3 separate regions of the Mus musculus genome follow, and regions 1 and 2 are each linked to region 3. A link is a contact called in public Hi-C and HiChIP or PLAC-seq data. All regions are on one chromosome and are shown on one strand. The core of a region is the stretch at or near the end of the contact, and the rest is flanking DNA. Distances in the headings are between cores, read along the strand shown.

The links. Hi-C and Micro-C count contacts between places; a contact is called where the count stands out from the background. HiChIP or PLAC-seq counts read pairs in DNA pulled down with a chosen protein or histone mark.
Region 1: a contact with region 3 is called in an HNF4G HiChIP or PLAC-seq map of pancreatic cancer cells. The contact joins the promoter of Ldlrad3 here to the enhancer-like site in region 3. A contact is called at or near these places in 6 of 39 promoter capture datasets (the 3T3-L1 cell line, the C10 cell line, the HPC-7 cell line and 2 more), 3 of 484 Hi-C or Micro-C datasets (CD4 T cells, hematopoietic stem and progenitor cells and muscle stem cells) and 3 of 115 datasets of contacts at active chromatin or transcription factors (double positive thymocytes, microglia and pancreatic cancer cells).
Region 2: a contact with region 3 is called in a Hi-C map of cerebral cortex, with 6 times the contacts expected there. The contact joins two enhancer-like sites. A contact is called at or near these places in 10 of 39 promoter capture datasets (the 3T3-L1 cell line, the C10 cell line, the HPC-7 cell line and 6 more), 1 of 15 datasets of contacts at CTCF or cohesin (pro-B cells), 10 of 484 Hi-C or Micro-C datasets (cerebellar granule neurons, cerebellum, cerebral cortex and 3 more), 4 of 115 datasets of contacts at active chromatin or transcription factors (double positive thymocytes, embryonic basal ganglia, embryonic forebrain and 1 more) and 1 of 9 other capture datasets (embryonic stem cells).

Annotation. Positions count from the first base shown.
Region 1 is chr2:102,185,047-102,189,936 of GRCm38.p6, reverse strand. It overlaps Ldlrad3 (low density lipoprotein receptor class A domain containing 3), which reads left to right and starts at 3,477. Exons shown (of 6, transcript NM_178886.3): 1 at 3,477-3,657. The coding sequence starts at 3,612.
Region 2 is chr2:101,904,460-101,909,024 of GRCm38.p6, reverse strand. No RefSeq gene overlaps it. Among named protein-coding and RNA genes, the nearest start is that of Commd9, 20 kb to the right of the region's middle. Within about 2 kb of position 3,039, at least 70 of the 459 cell types and tissues checked have an H3K27ac peak or open chromatin away from gene starts, as enhancers often do. A contact at or near this core is called in cerebellar granule neurons, cerebellum, cerebral cortex and 2 more, where this site is marked.
Region 3 is chr2:102,049,433-102,054,392 of GRCm38.p6, reverse strand. The region is part of intron 4 of Ldlrad3 (low density lipoprotein receptor class A domain containing 3); the gene reads left to right. Among named protein-coding and RNA genes, the nearest start is that of Gm39888, 60 kb to the right of the region's middle. Within about 2 kb of position 1,257, at least 94 of the 459 cell types and tissues checked have an H3K27ac peak or open chromatin away from gene starts, as enhancers often do. A contact at or near this core is called in cerebellar granule neurons, cerebellum, cerebral cortex and 4 more, where this site is marked.

The sequences.
Region 1 (4,890 bases), core at 2,228-4,727, 130 kb before region 3:
TTTTTTTTTTTTTTTTTTGAATTCAAGTGCAAAATGTTCTTGTGGTTGAAAAAGATGGTTCCTTTCTTCTCAATTCATTTTATCCTTCCTCTGCTTCCTGACCCTGTGGGGGTGTTTGTAATACAGAAATTATGACATTAAAATCACTTTCATGTCAGTGGACTTTGATGTCTGTAATAGTAGGTCAAGAGGTCTTGGAGGCAGAATTAGTGAGATGGAGAAACCGGGCGGGGGCAAGTTCTTTAATTCAGTGACCTTCAAGAGGACCCATTCGGCTACAAAACAAGGAACCCAAAGGGGTCATGTGCTGACATGGGAAATAAAAGCATTACATCAGCCCTGTTCCAGAGAAATGCATTGTGAGGCCTGCACATAAGCCACAGAGTGAGATTTAAAGTTTTCTAGTAGTTACACTTTTAAAACATTATGTATGTACACACACAGCACACATACATGCATATGCACACAAACACACACACACACACATGCACACACACATGCATATGCACACAAACACACACGCACACACACGCACGCACGCACACACACACGCAAGCACACGCACACCACATTCCACACGTGAGATCAGGGAACAACCCACAGAGCTAGTTCTCTCCTTTTACCAGGAGGGGCTTGGGGACTGAAGTTAGGTCATGATGCTTGGCAGCCAGTGCCTTTATCAGCTGAGCCGTCTTGTCAACTTAGCTGCATTTAAATAAAGTGATGAAAGGCCTATATGTTTTAATATTAAATTTTACCATGTGATCAAAGTAAAATTATTGCCTTTTCCTGTTCTTTTTGGTACTCAGTCTTTAAAATCTACTTTGCATATTATGTTTAAAGCGCCAGCCATTCAGAGTAACCACAATACAAGTGCTTATTGCAATCAAATGAAGCTTAGCTTAAGGGTACCATATTCTACACTGGAGGTCTGTAAAGTTCAAAGACAATGCTCTCTTGTCCATTGCTGATGGGTGGGATATACACTATTGGTTAGTTTTATGTCAACTAGACACAAGCAAGAGTCATTTGGAAGAGGGACTCTCTGTTGAGAGAATGCCTCCTTCAGATTGCTGTAGGCAAGTCTGTAGTGCCATTTTGCTTTTGATTACTTGATGTGGGTAGTCGATGCTGTGAGGTGTGGGTGTGTGGCATGCCACTTCCAGGCAAGTGGTCCTGAGCTGTAAAGAAGCTCTGAGCAAGCCACGAGGAGGAGGCAAGCACGAGCAGAGATCCACCAAGGCCTCTGCTTCAGCTCCTGCCCCTTCATGATGGGCTGTGATCAAGATGACCAAACGGAAGTAAATCTTTCCCTCCCTAAGCTGCTTTTCGTCATGAGATTTAACCCAGCAATAGAAACCTTTACTATACCCTGCACTCATAATGAATCCCTAAACTCCTAAGGAAAGAAAAAGTAGAAATATATCTATGACAAAACTGTGCAAGGGGTTATTCTCTTGATAAACTGCAGGTTACTGCCCCTACTCCTGTACTTGTTCTTTGGTTTCAGGACTGGCCACAGGTGTGAGAAATTACATTGTTAAGGGGACATACAACTTCATTCAAGGAGCAATATAAAATAAATAACAAATTTCGAGTCATACAAAGGGAAGGGTAAGGGGCTGGGGTGGAGAGATGGCTCATCAGATAAGAGCACTGACTGCTCTTTCAGAGGTCCTGAGATCAGTTCCCAGCAACCACATGTGGCTCCCTATCATCTGTAATGGGATCTGATGCCCTCTTCTGGTGTGTCTGAAGATATATATATACATATATACATATATATACATACACGCACATATATAGATATAATACAATATATATACACATGTATGTATGTATATATATATATATAAATATATAATTTTTTAAAAAGTGGAAGGTAAAATTTCTATCATTTTGGATAGTGCAAAATATTTGTTAACAGACATAAGACAATTTCTCTCCTGAAATCCTATGACTACATTAAATGTGAATTACAAGAAGTCATTTCCCAGCAGTGTTAGCTTGACAATTTAAACACATGTGTTTTCTCACTCTCTCTCCACACACACATGCACACACACTCTCTCTCTCTCTCACAATACACACATGCTTACACACATTCTCTCACACACACATACTTACACACACACTCACACACATACACTCGCACACCACACTACGCTCACATACCCACATGCATGCACCACACACACACACACACACACACACACTCAGCAACAGCTAAAGAATGACTTTAATTTCCAGCAGGGAAAACTCTCAGGCTCAGTGGCTTTGGGGAGTGGGAGCTGCAACCCAGAAATCTTTTCCTGGGAGTAGAATTGTATTAAACGCTGAAATTAACTTTTGTTTATTGAGCATTTCCATGATCATAGCTCAGATCCAGTGGCCACATCATCTTTGAAGCTGCAGATAAGTTCTGTGTCTTATGGTCTTCTGAACTGGGCTTGTTCACGGTGGTAAGTAACGATGTGTGGCTGTTGAGAATGTTTTCCCTTCCTTCCTTCCTTTCTTTTCTTTTTTTTTTTTTCTTTTTTTTGAGCCTCAGAGACTTCATTTGTGTCACAGAAACATTACTGTCTGTCTTCAGAGGTTGTTGTAAAGGTAAAGTGTGACCATGAGAGTGCCATGCCTGAAGCAGACTAGTGCCATCCTCCTGCAGCTTTCTGGAGGATGCTAAGTGAGATTCAGCTGTTCTGGTCAGTGTTTGCTGTAATGCCATGAATAGTAATGTTATCGCCTTGTAACAAAAGACTTTTTGGTGAAAGCAATAACCCAGTGAATGCACTCAGTCTTTTGGTTAGTAACCTAGATGCAGCTTAGAGGAGCACATGGACTTAAGGCAATCATGGCTTCCTCTGGGGCTGGGGGCTCATTTGAAGGTCTAACCAGAGAAGGTCAATTGCTCTCAACTGCTAAGTCATTTCCTCAGCTCCATGATAATAGGCTTTCCTTAAAAAACAGTGTATAATGCCCAAACAATGGAAAATGCATAAAGTTTTGGGGATTTAAAACTCTCCTCAGTGTTCTTAGATCTCAGGATGAAATGTCTTCTCTGCTCCTCCAGTGGCTCCAGGAACTACCATCCTGAGAATCACCCCCCCCAGTTTATTAGAAATGCAGACCTGTTGAGTGGAAGTGAGCTTTATAACGGGGTCGCCAAGCCTGCCTGATACATTTTGGAGTTTGAGAAGCAACGGTCGTATTTCACTGTCAACAATGAAAAAAAGTTTTCTCCTAAGAACCGGTTCTTCAAACTTTTTTCTTCCATCTAGGCTCTGGGGAGATGGTGACTCTCTCATCCCCGCAGGATGCAGGAAGAAAGGGAAACCGGCCGAGAGAAGAGCCGGGGCAGTTAAGAATTCCTCGCAATTTGACCCCTGAGGCAGCAAAAACTGGATCCGCCGGACCTTTGTAACCTGGACCGTGGAGGAGAGCTCAGGCGGCCACATTCAACTGTGAGCGTGCAGAACTTGGCTGAGCTCTCTGGCCTGGGAGGGCGGGGGCGTGGCTGGGCCGGCGAGAGGGCGTGGCCGGCGCCGAGAGGCGGGGTCTGACCGAGGCCGCGGGGCAGCAACGTCGCTGGGCAGCGGAGCGGCGGCCGCGCCATGTGGCTGCTGGGGCCGCTGTGCCTGCTGCTGAGCAGCACTGCGGGTGAGTGGGGGGCGCGTGACGCGCTTCACCGAGCGCCGGGCGCGGGGGCTGCCTCGATCGTCCCTGCTCCGCGCGCGGGCCTGGGCTGCGGGCGTGGGTGTGCGCGAAGGGCGGACCTCGGCGCCGGGCTGGCCGGGACCCCGCGAGGGGCCGCGGCGGGGCGCGCGCCGCGCTATTGTGTGGGCCGGCGCACCGGGTGCTGTTGTCGTGTGTGTGCGCGGGCGGAGCTTTGTGCGGCGCCGGCTCCCTAGAGCCGGGCGGCCGCCCGGATTGGGCGTAGTTCGAGTGTGGCTCTGTGTGCTGGGAACCGAGGAGGGAAAGGAGAGGACTCCACTCTTGATTTCGGGTCTTCCCGGATTCCCTCAGCCTTTAACATACACTTTTCTGCCTCAGTTTCCCATCTACGCTCTCCCCGCATCTGCATCCCAGCTTCCTTTCTCTTCTTCCCTGGACCGTGTCTGGTTTGGGAATAGCGAGATGCAGTAGGGAATGGACATGGAAATCATTCGTTCATCCTGGGAGCAGATCTTTTACTTCTGTCGTCTGTCGAAGATGCCTTAACCTTCAGGGAGCAGGGAAGGAAAAGAGGACCGGGGCTTCCTCTAACGGCCGTTGGTCCCTGCATCTCAGAGCGCGTGCATCCTGAGACCCGCAGGGTCCCTCCCAGACAGAGTGCTGTTCCCAGGAACTTTTCTGCTGATGTGGGCACGCTCCGAATTCCAGCTTGGAGCCCTTCCCCTCTGCCTCTGCCCGCTGGCCACAGCTGTCAGCAGCCCCTCCACAGCTCTGCCCGCCCTTGGCCCCTGATGCTTATTTCTGGGCAGCTGATGCTCACAGAACTTTCTTTACTGAAGATTTCATGCTCTGTGGCCGTATCATTCACACGTCTAATTTATGTCGGATTTTTCCAAATACTTCCAGAAAACTTGGCTGCTGCGTTGTGTTTGTTGTGAGGGAAGTCAAAACCTTTCTGAGCTACCCCTTGCAGATGTCCAGCAACCCTCCCTTCCTAGAAGTTGCAAGTCCTGTGCATCCTCTCAAATGACTGGCCAGCGGGACCTCCCCCTCCCCCATCATCCCCACTCCTCTGAGACTCCATTTAAATGTCTTGTGGGCTTGCTCAGTTTCCAGTGAGGGGTTAGGCTCCTGTGGCTGCTGTAGGTTTTTTTTAAAACCAAGACTGAGGGTTTGTGTTCTGTTTGTCTGGAGTTATGGGGATTGGGGGGAGGGGGT
Region 2 (4,565 bases), core at 1,790-4,289, 150 kb after region 3:
ACAGGGGTTTATATATAGGGGTGATTAAAAAGAGGAACGCGCGTGCGGGGGTGGACAGACTCAAGTGTGAGTGTGAGCCTCTCAAGGGAGAGTCACACACAAATGTCTTATCACTTAGATCGTTTGGGTAGCTCTCAGTTACACCACAAAGGGCTGCTGAGAATGCCTCTCCCCCGTTGATTGGGCCGTGGTAGTGCACGCCTTTAATCCAGCACTCAGGAGGCAGAGGAAGGTGGATCTCTATGTTCGAGGCCAGCCTGGTCTACAGAGTGAGTTCCAGGACAACCAGGGCTACACAGAGAAACCCTGTCTCGAGAAAACAACAACAACAACAACAACAACAACAACAAAGAAGAACCCTCCCCCACGCTGTTTCTTCCTATTTAATCCATGAGATTATAGGGCTGCTCTAGAGGTCCCTTGGAAAGAACCGTAGTCTGTTTAGAAACCATGGGTCACAAGGGCTGCACAGAGGGGCCTGATATGCCTTTTATGGTAAGTGGAGATTCTTGTGATATTCCTAAAAAAAAACCCTGCAAGTTCTCCTATAGGAAAGGAATAGGGCCATCCAAGGTCAGTAGATCTTAAGTATGATTTATCGATGTTTTAACATTCTCATTTGAGATGCCTTCATATAAAAGGAATATTGTCTCTACATAGACAATCTTTAATTATCCTGGAGTTCTTAACCGTCAGCTGCTGTGAAACTCCAACAGGACTCCTGGCTGAGCCTCTGTTCCCTTCCTCTTCTGCTCACAAGTCTGTCCTGCTTCAGGCTGACTGGAAAGGCTGAATTTGGGGAGAAAAAGCAGGCAGCCCCATTAGAGGCCGGTCCAGGATTCCAGGTGAGAAAAGGATTCCTGGGATGGTGACAGGGAAACAGATGCCCTCCTAAGCAATGACAAGGGCACTGGGGGCCGGGGTTAGAGTTCAGCAGTAGACCACCTGTCAAACATGCAAGGCCCTGGGTTCAATCCCCAGCTTGAGAAAAAGAAAACAGACAGTTTGAAACTGCTTTTTAACCTCTCCCAAATGTTCTAGATTCCCATCTGTGAGGTGCTAAGCAGCCAGACAGAAGGAGGAGTTCTTTTGGGAGGACACCGAAGTGAGGCAGCCATATGGAGGGTGGAGGGGAGGCGAGTGATGGAGAAAACGGGGTCGAAAGAGACCAGGCTGAGCCTCAGCAATGCTGGGTCCTCCGCAGCTCGCTGACACAGTGAGGAAGGTCCGGGTGCCATCTGTGCTAGGGAAATGGTATCCTGGGAAACAGATGGCTGGACAAGCACACCCTCTGACTGACCAGAGCCCTACAGTCAGGTTGACCTTCCTGGGAGGTTTAGGATGGAGTGTTCTAAGAGGCTGTGGGCACAACAGTTGTAGTCCTTGTCATCACGACGTCCCCCTGTTGCTAGATCAAGAATGCTCTGGTTTCTTGCTTTTGGCTGCACTGTTCTAATGCCCCTCCCCCACCCCATTCTGCTTCTCAGGTTAGAAAAGGCCAGGAGCTAGTGAACACTGGGGATAGTTGCTTAGTCAACCTTTGGCACATTCAGGACATTCATTCATTCATTCATTCTCAGTCATTCATGCTCGCATGCATTCCAGTGAGTACTGACTGAGCATCTATAACTGCAGACACTGTCTTAGCTGCTAGGGACAAAATAATTAGCAAAACCTAGACTCTGTGCTTAAGGAAAGGCACATCAAGAGGACAGGTCACCACACCCTCAGAGGAAGCTGAGGCAGGAGAATCATGAATTTGAAGCTGGCCTGAACTATATAGCAAGACACTTTCTGACACAGTAAGAGAACAAGAGAAAAAAAATACATAATATGAGAAGTAGGGGGGACTCCATTCTTGGTAGCCAGACCCGTCCATGCCTGTTACCAACAACTTCTATTCCCTCCATCCTCAGAACTCTACCCTGTTAATTCAGATTTAAGTCAATTTCTTCAATTTTGTTCCAAAAGCTTAAAATGTAGGTGGAAAGCTGGTTATGAAGGACATTGAGTATCAATTCTGAGTTTAGCCTTCATTCTGGGGCATTAAGGAGCCATTAAGAATTTGGGGCAGGGGAATGCCATTAGACTCTAGTCAGACAGTGGGAGCAGCAGGAAGAAGGAGGAGGAGGGGGAGGAGGGGGAGGAGGGGGAGGAGGAGGAGGAGGAGGAGAAGGAGGAGAAGGAGGAGGAGGAGAAGGAGGAGAAGGAGGAGGAGGAGGAGAAGGAGGAGGAGGAGGAGAAGGAGGAGGAGGAGGAGAAGGAGGAGGAGGAGGAGGAGGACGGGGAGGAGGAAGGAGGAAGGAGGAGGAGGAGGAGGAGGAGGAGGAGGAGGAGGAGAAAACAGAAATAGGAGAAAGCTGTTGAGCCCGAAGCAAGGAAGTCCAGAAAGTTACCTGGGCTCCTCACCAGCCATGGGGGTGGGGGTCAGAACACAGCAAACCCCCTTCACACCAGAACTGGGGCATTCTGCACAGGGCCTTACCTAGAAGAGGCAGCACGCAGAGCAGACATGTACCCGCCATGGATGGGCACCCTCCCCGACTCAGATACCTTCATACATAATTAACCTCCTCCAAGCAGTGCTGTCAGGAAGAGTTAAGCTTAATCTCTTTCTTATACAGATGAAGAAATCGAGATTTAGTTCAAGCAGCCCTAGACCTGCATCCTGCCTCCACTATCCACCCATGGTACAGAAAGTTCTCTGCTGGCTGAATCCTGGACCTGTGGTTGCCGCGCACAAACCTTGTTTGGCGAAGCTGTGTCTGGCCGGTCCAAAGGTACAGATTCTTGGATTTACTAGCCTGTGGCAGATGCATCGGGGCATTAGGGGAAAAGTCCTGAAAGGGGTCCCTGGGAGTCTGTCCCTGCTACCACTTCTCCTTCTTCCAACCTTTGCTGCCCTGAGGAGATAACGAGATAACAGGCCTGGATCTGAGGGCCTCTTTTACAGGTAGCCTCTCCCTAGCCCGGGCTCTGGGAGAGGTCTGCTGCCACCTCACCTTTCCCGGTCTTTGTTTTCATTACTAAGACAGATGAGATCGAGAGAACAAGTGCGCCATCTGCTGGGCTTATCATGCAAGTTCCAGCTGCAGCTAGCCGAGCAGCAGGCGGCGATTGCCTTCCTGTTTGGATTTTAGGCCTTATAGTTAGTTTTTTTGAGTCACCTCAGAAGATAGTAAGACCTCGTGACCAGTGACATCTTTTATGAAATGAATCCCAGAGACAGGCTATCACTTTATAGCTGGAAACTCGGTACCGACAGGAACTGCCCATCATCCGGGTACTCAGGCTGTGGGACGAGGCTGGAGAAAGGCAGGCATTCGGCAGGACCACAGAAACAATGGGGAAGATCAGGCAGAGGGAGAAAGCCCACTCGGGCCTTTCCCAAGCATTCAGGGCCTGCAAACTCTCTCTGTGGAGATTAGGGTCCTCTGGCACCATCCCTGTACTACTGCCGTTAGCAATTTTTTTTCTTTTCTCAAAACTGCTTTAAAAAGAGGTGGGGGGAATTAAACCATAGAAATGTGAGCACCAAAGAAGATCGGATTGTATAAAGGTCATCAGTATGCAGTTAAGAATGTTCAGGAGCCAGGCGTGGTGACGCACGCATTTAATCCCAGCCCTCCGGAGGCAGAGGCGGGCGGATTTCTGAGTTCCGGGCCAGCCTGGTCTACAGAGTGAGTTCCAGGACAGCCAGAGAAACCCTGTCTCGAAAAACAAAACAAAACAAAACAAACAAACAAACAAACAAAAAACCAAAAACCAAAAAACAAACCAACCAAACAAAAAGAATGTTCAGGAATTATCAGGATTGGAAGTCGGTGGATACAGGCTGAAAACAGGTTAATGGCTTGAAAACCTTCAAAGTTCTAGACGGCCAATAGCTTCTAGATTAGAGCATAAGGGGTTGGAGAGGTCACTCAGTGGTTAAGAGCACAGGCTGCTCTTCCAGAGGACCTGGGTTTAATTCCCAGCAACCACATGGCAGCTCACAACTGTCTGTAACTCCAGTTCCAAAGAATCTGACACCCTCACACAGACATGCATGAAGACAAAGCACCAATGTACATAAAACTAAGTCCATCATTTTAAAACACACACACACACACACACACACAGAGCTATCCTCCTGGTAGTTAAAGAGAGTTCCAGGACAGCCAAGATTATACAGAGAAACCCTGTCTTGAAAATCCAAAACAAACAAACAAACAAAATTAAACAGAAACAAAAGAAACGAATGTAAAAGGAATGATAACTAATAAGAGTTCCTTGCTTGTGGTAACATTCTCACCACACTGGACTCACATCTTGGAAGTTTGTGAACAGCAGGCCAGAGAGCTTGACTAGCAGTGCCTGGGCAGGGGGCCTGTGTGTGTGCAGAGACCTCACTGAGTGGCTCACTCGGGTGTCCATTTGTCTTCACACTGAAAATCATCAGAAACGGAAGGCAAAGGACAACGATCAGGATCCACAGAGGCAGCCGGCAGGGCTGATCTAGGAGGGTTGGAAGTCACCACACTCAAGGCAAACTTAGGTCACCTGTGGGAAATCACAAACTTTCT
Region 3 (4,960 bases), core at 8-2,507:
ATCTGGATGGTTTGACTAGTCCCTCCCTCCCTCCTGTCTAGAAAAATGCATAAAATTGACTATCTTAACTTTTGAAAGTACTTTTTAAAGTTCAGTGGCAGAAATTACTCTTTCCATTATGCAGCCAATTGCTAGAACTTTCACATCTTGAAATTCTGAATGCACTTAAGAAACAAAGAAAAAAAGTGTTCCCTCTCTGCTCCACCCCATAACCCTGGTAACTGCTTTTCCACTTTCTATCTTGGTTGCTTTGGAGGTTTTGGGGACTTGTAGAGGAGAATCAAATATCGTGACTTTATTGTAAGATGCTTAGTTCAACTTAGCATGTCATCAAGTTCATCTATTTTATAACATGTAGGCAATTTCCTTCCTGTGAAAGACTGAATAATATTCCATTTTATTGTTGATATATCACGTTTGATTTCTCTGTCAGCAAACACGTTTGGCCCCTCCCCCCTTTGACTATTGTGAATACTGCTGTGTGAGAACATATGTACAAATTATGACCTGGTTTTAAGCAAAAGAAATTCAGCAAACAGGTTGGGTGTCATTTCTAGGAACAGGCCATGAATAGATAGCCCTTCCCTCTCACTCTGTGTTGCTTGCTCTGACAAAAGCCACTTTCCATGTTGTGAGTTGCAGTGTTGCAGAGACTGCTGGGACAGGGAGCCGAGGAAGGACTCTGACGTAAAGCCAGGAAGGAATTGAGGCCCACCAGCGGCCTCAGGTGAGGCTGGAGGGAGAGCCTCCTCTCAAGGAGGCTCCAGTGGTTTCGTATTCTAGTCCCAGGTCATGGTGACCAGTCAGGGCTTTGGGAGGGACCATAAGGACTTTATAGGGAGAGAACATTCTGGGGTTCAAGCTTGGTGTCAGGGACCTTTGTCCCATTCACGTGGTTCTGCTCTGTTCTAACCCCTCCCCCTTCACCCCAGGACCTTGTGCTCTTCTGGCCCACTTTCTCGATGAAGAACTAAAGACTACTTAGACCAAGTGCATACTGCAAGTGAGTAGGGAGCTAAGGTGTGAACTTGAGTTGAGGCAGTGCTCCTTCTCCTGACCCTGCCCACACCACCCTGTCCGCCTCTGCCCTCTGGTACTCTGGAACTCCAGGAAGCAGTCTAGCCCGAGCTGCAGAGAGCTAAATGGAAGGGGGAACTGTGATCCAGGGGAAGGGCACGGTCCTCCTCTTGGCTCTCACATGTATGCTTCCTCAAGGATAGTACCACACTGATGAGCTGGCTCTCCACCCCTCGAGCATTTTCGAAGTGTGTTCTGCCAGTGAGTCACCCTAGCAGGGAGTTGGTTGGCAGTGTTGCGCCTGCCAGAGCAGCTTCCTTTCCTTGCTGTGCTCTGGCGATAAGACTTCAGGAGAATGGCAGGCTGTGAGAGCTTTGGCACCTTACCAGAGCCAGAAATGATGCTTTGTGCTGTTTCTTTTGCAGGTCTGTGTGTGTGTGTGTGTGTGTGTGTGTGTGTGTGTGTGTGTGTGTGTGTGTGCGCGCGCGCGCGCGCGCACGAGCCTGTGTGCGTGTCAGGGAGGGACAGAGAGAGTTGGAACTTAGAAATTACATACTAGGATCTTGCTCTCTTTTTGAGTTACATTTTTTTCTCCTCAAAATTCATTTCTCACAATCTGGACCCTGCCTCCAGGTCCACAGAACATGTCCATATTTAAGAGCAGGGTCCTTGACGATATAATTAGTAGGAAGAGGTCCCATTAGGATAGGGTGGGCCGCTGATGTGACCGTGTCTTTATTGTAGTGGGATTTGGGGTCTCAGAAACACACACTCAGGGAGAACATTGTATGACATAAAAACAGAAGAGGAGGATGCCTGCAGCACAGATGGCCAAGAAACCACAGATGGCCAGGGAGGGATGTGGAACCGACTGTCCTCACAGCCCTCAGAGGAAAGCCCTCGGCCAGCACCTTAATCTTGGACTTATGGTCTCCCACATTGTGAGACAATAGATTTTTACTGATGAACACCCCACCCCACAAGTCGGCCTTACCATAACAAACTGATATACCATTACCATAAGTCCTACCCAACCAACTTCTTCAGCCCCCAAGAAATGACCCCTAATTAAAGCATAGCCACACCTTCTGTGGGACACCAGATGTGGTGACAGAAATGTGAAGGTCTGGAGAGTCATCAGACAGGCCAAGTGACATGACCCTGAGGAGACGGGAGGTCCTGGGGCTGCTGAGAAAAGCTCTCTGGGGAGAGCACTGGTCTTGCCTCTGTGTGGGGGTGGTAGACTATGCTGAGCTTGAGGGACGCCTCTCATCTTGTATTTCAAGGGTCTCGTTTTCTATATCCGTGCTCCCCTTAGCTCCAGGCTTCTTAGCTCAGTCCCAAGTGGCTCTGTATAAAGTCACCCACCCCCTTTCAGACCCCTGGGACCTTGCACTTGTTTCTTAGCCCTCTCTAGGCCTCCTCTAGTTCTCTTCTGCTCCTGTGATAAGCACAACGCAAAGGAAGAAAGGGTTTATTTCATCTTACATCTGCAGGTCCATCTTTGAGGGAAGTCAGGGCAGGATCCTGAAGTAGAAACCATTGGCTTGTTCTCATGGTTCACCCTAAGAGCTGTCATTTGGCTAATGGTGAAATTTAGAGCTTGGTATTTGTCCCATGGGCCACCTCCACTGTCCACCATGTGGTAGACTGAATTATCATTCTCAGTTCTTTGCTCTTTAAGAGCCTTTTTACTGTTAGCAGAATGGCCAAAGAAAATGCCTCTGTTAATGTCCTCTGCTTACTTTGGCCAGTGGAACATTGGGTGACATAGAGAGACCCAAGGCAGTTGGCGTGCTTGCTAAGGTGTGGGGTCCCTTGCATTGGAATGTTGCCCAGATTATTAAAACCCCCAAAGGGAGAACACAGAGCAAGTGGTTTTTCGGGCCTGAGGCCAGGCAGAGACTCACAGTAGTGGAAGCCTGGCAAAGGCTGCTCACTGCATGGCGACAGGAAAGAGAAGGATGACAGAAGGGAAGAGTTTAGGTATATCTTTCACAAGCTAAGCTTGCTTCTGTTGGCACACTTTCTCCAGTTAACCCCGTACTGCACCCCGATCCTCACCTGCACCCCCATCTTCCCCTGCACCCTCCCCCCAGTTTCTTTGTTCAATCTGGATAGGTCAGAGTTCCTATGATCTAACCATCTCTAAAAATGCCCTCACAAACATGCTCGGGTGTGTGCTGTGGGAACTCTCTCACTGTCCCTTATCCAGTCAGCTTCACCATCACATGAAGGGGCTAACGGTGAGAAGAGTTGGGCCAGTGTTTTCAGGGAGGAAGTCAAGCCATAATCACTGAGACAGCGAAAAGCTGGACGAGAGCATCAAAGGCGGCGAGTAGGCTGTGCGGGCCACGAAGGGCTATCAGTCGGGCGGGGTGGGGCGGGGTGGGGGTGGAGGCTCTGTGAGTAACTGGCCAGGTGTGCTTGGTCTCTGTATGACCTCAAGCCTCTCACCAGCCTGCATCATTGAGAACAAAAGACACACTTTGGGGGAAGACCTTTGCTGCTTGTCACCAAACAGATCCAAGCTACCAAGGCACTAAGGATAATTCCTACGGATGCTGTGAGGGGCTTGGGGTGGGAGAGGTGCTCATGCTAGCCTAGTGCTTGCAAGCAGGGATGACAAAGAGCTTTCTATGAAGGAAAGGTTTGCTAGAAATAACCCAGACTGTCACCGCAGCTGGCGTTTGATGGGTGGATATTATTTATCCTAAGACTTGTTGCTGTCCTGTGATGTCAAGAACTTCCTTTGAGGGCTCCTAAGGAAAAAGTCATCCTCTTAAAGAATTCATTTAGCTTTAGTTAGAATAAAACTGCCAGAGGTCCATTTAGCAGGAGGAATAAGGAAGCTCTTTTTTTTTTTTTTTTTTTTTTAAATCTTTGGTGCTTTTAATTTAAGAATTTGAAATCCCAGCTGGGCTGGGAAAGACAGAAAATGCTGACTTCATTGGAAGAAACAGAAGGAGGCTGGAGCGGCTGATTGCCGACTTTCTGTACCCATGGGCTTTTCTTCCTGGTAATTGAGTGTTTGCATCCGAAGTGTCCTTCCCTTTAACCACTGCAGCAGGAGTTTGAAGATTTCTGTAACAGCCCTCATTTAGAAGCAAATCAGACAGATTCTACACTCATGGCAGTAATTGCTTCCTGGTCTCTTACCCCACGGTGATAATCTGCTGAGCTGCTGCTGTAGTCTCTCCACTACTTGCCTTTCTTGCACAAGGTCTGGCCTCTCCCCCTCTCCTGGTCCCTGGGGAATGGGAGAGGCTAGCCTAGACACTTGCAGAGTGTGCCTCACTTGAGCAGACGGACCAGGTTTCAGAGCAGTGGGGTTACGTGTGCAGCTGACTGTCTGCTTTGCAGGTTCTCACAGCCCAGGGCAGCCGGACTGAGGATGTAAGGGGCGTGGCTTCATCTGCAGACTGACAATGAGCCTCATCTTCCTGACTCCATCAACACTCTCTTCTCTGTCGATCCTTTCTAGCACTCATTCCTATGTGCGTTCTTCATATTGTCTGAGACTGACCAGCCCCTCCCAGCCCTGGAAGAGATTCAAAGCCAGATCAGATCAAAGTTGCTCACAGTTTTACAAGCGAGAAATATAACCCACTCTTGATAATTACTCTAAAGTGTGATAAATGTTGTACTAGAGGAATGAACTGGCCCCTGGGAAAGCAGGGGGCAGGCATAGGATGGCAGGATTTCCTGGTGGGGTATGGCAATGATTCTGAGAAATGGAATCGCTGCCCAGTCAGTTAGGGTAAATAAAAGTGGGCACAGATACACATACACGTGTTGGGGGTGGGCCTCTGACCAAAGGGAAGAGTGTATTCAAAGACACAGCTTGTGGGGCTGAGGAGATGGCTCAGTGGGTTAGAGTGCTTGGTCTTCAAGCATGAAGACCCAAGTTCGAATCCCAGCACTCACATAAAAAAAACTTGGT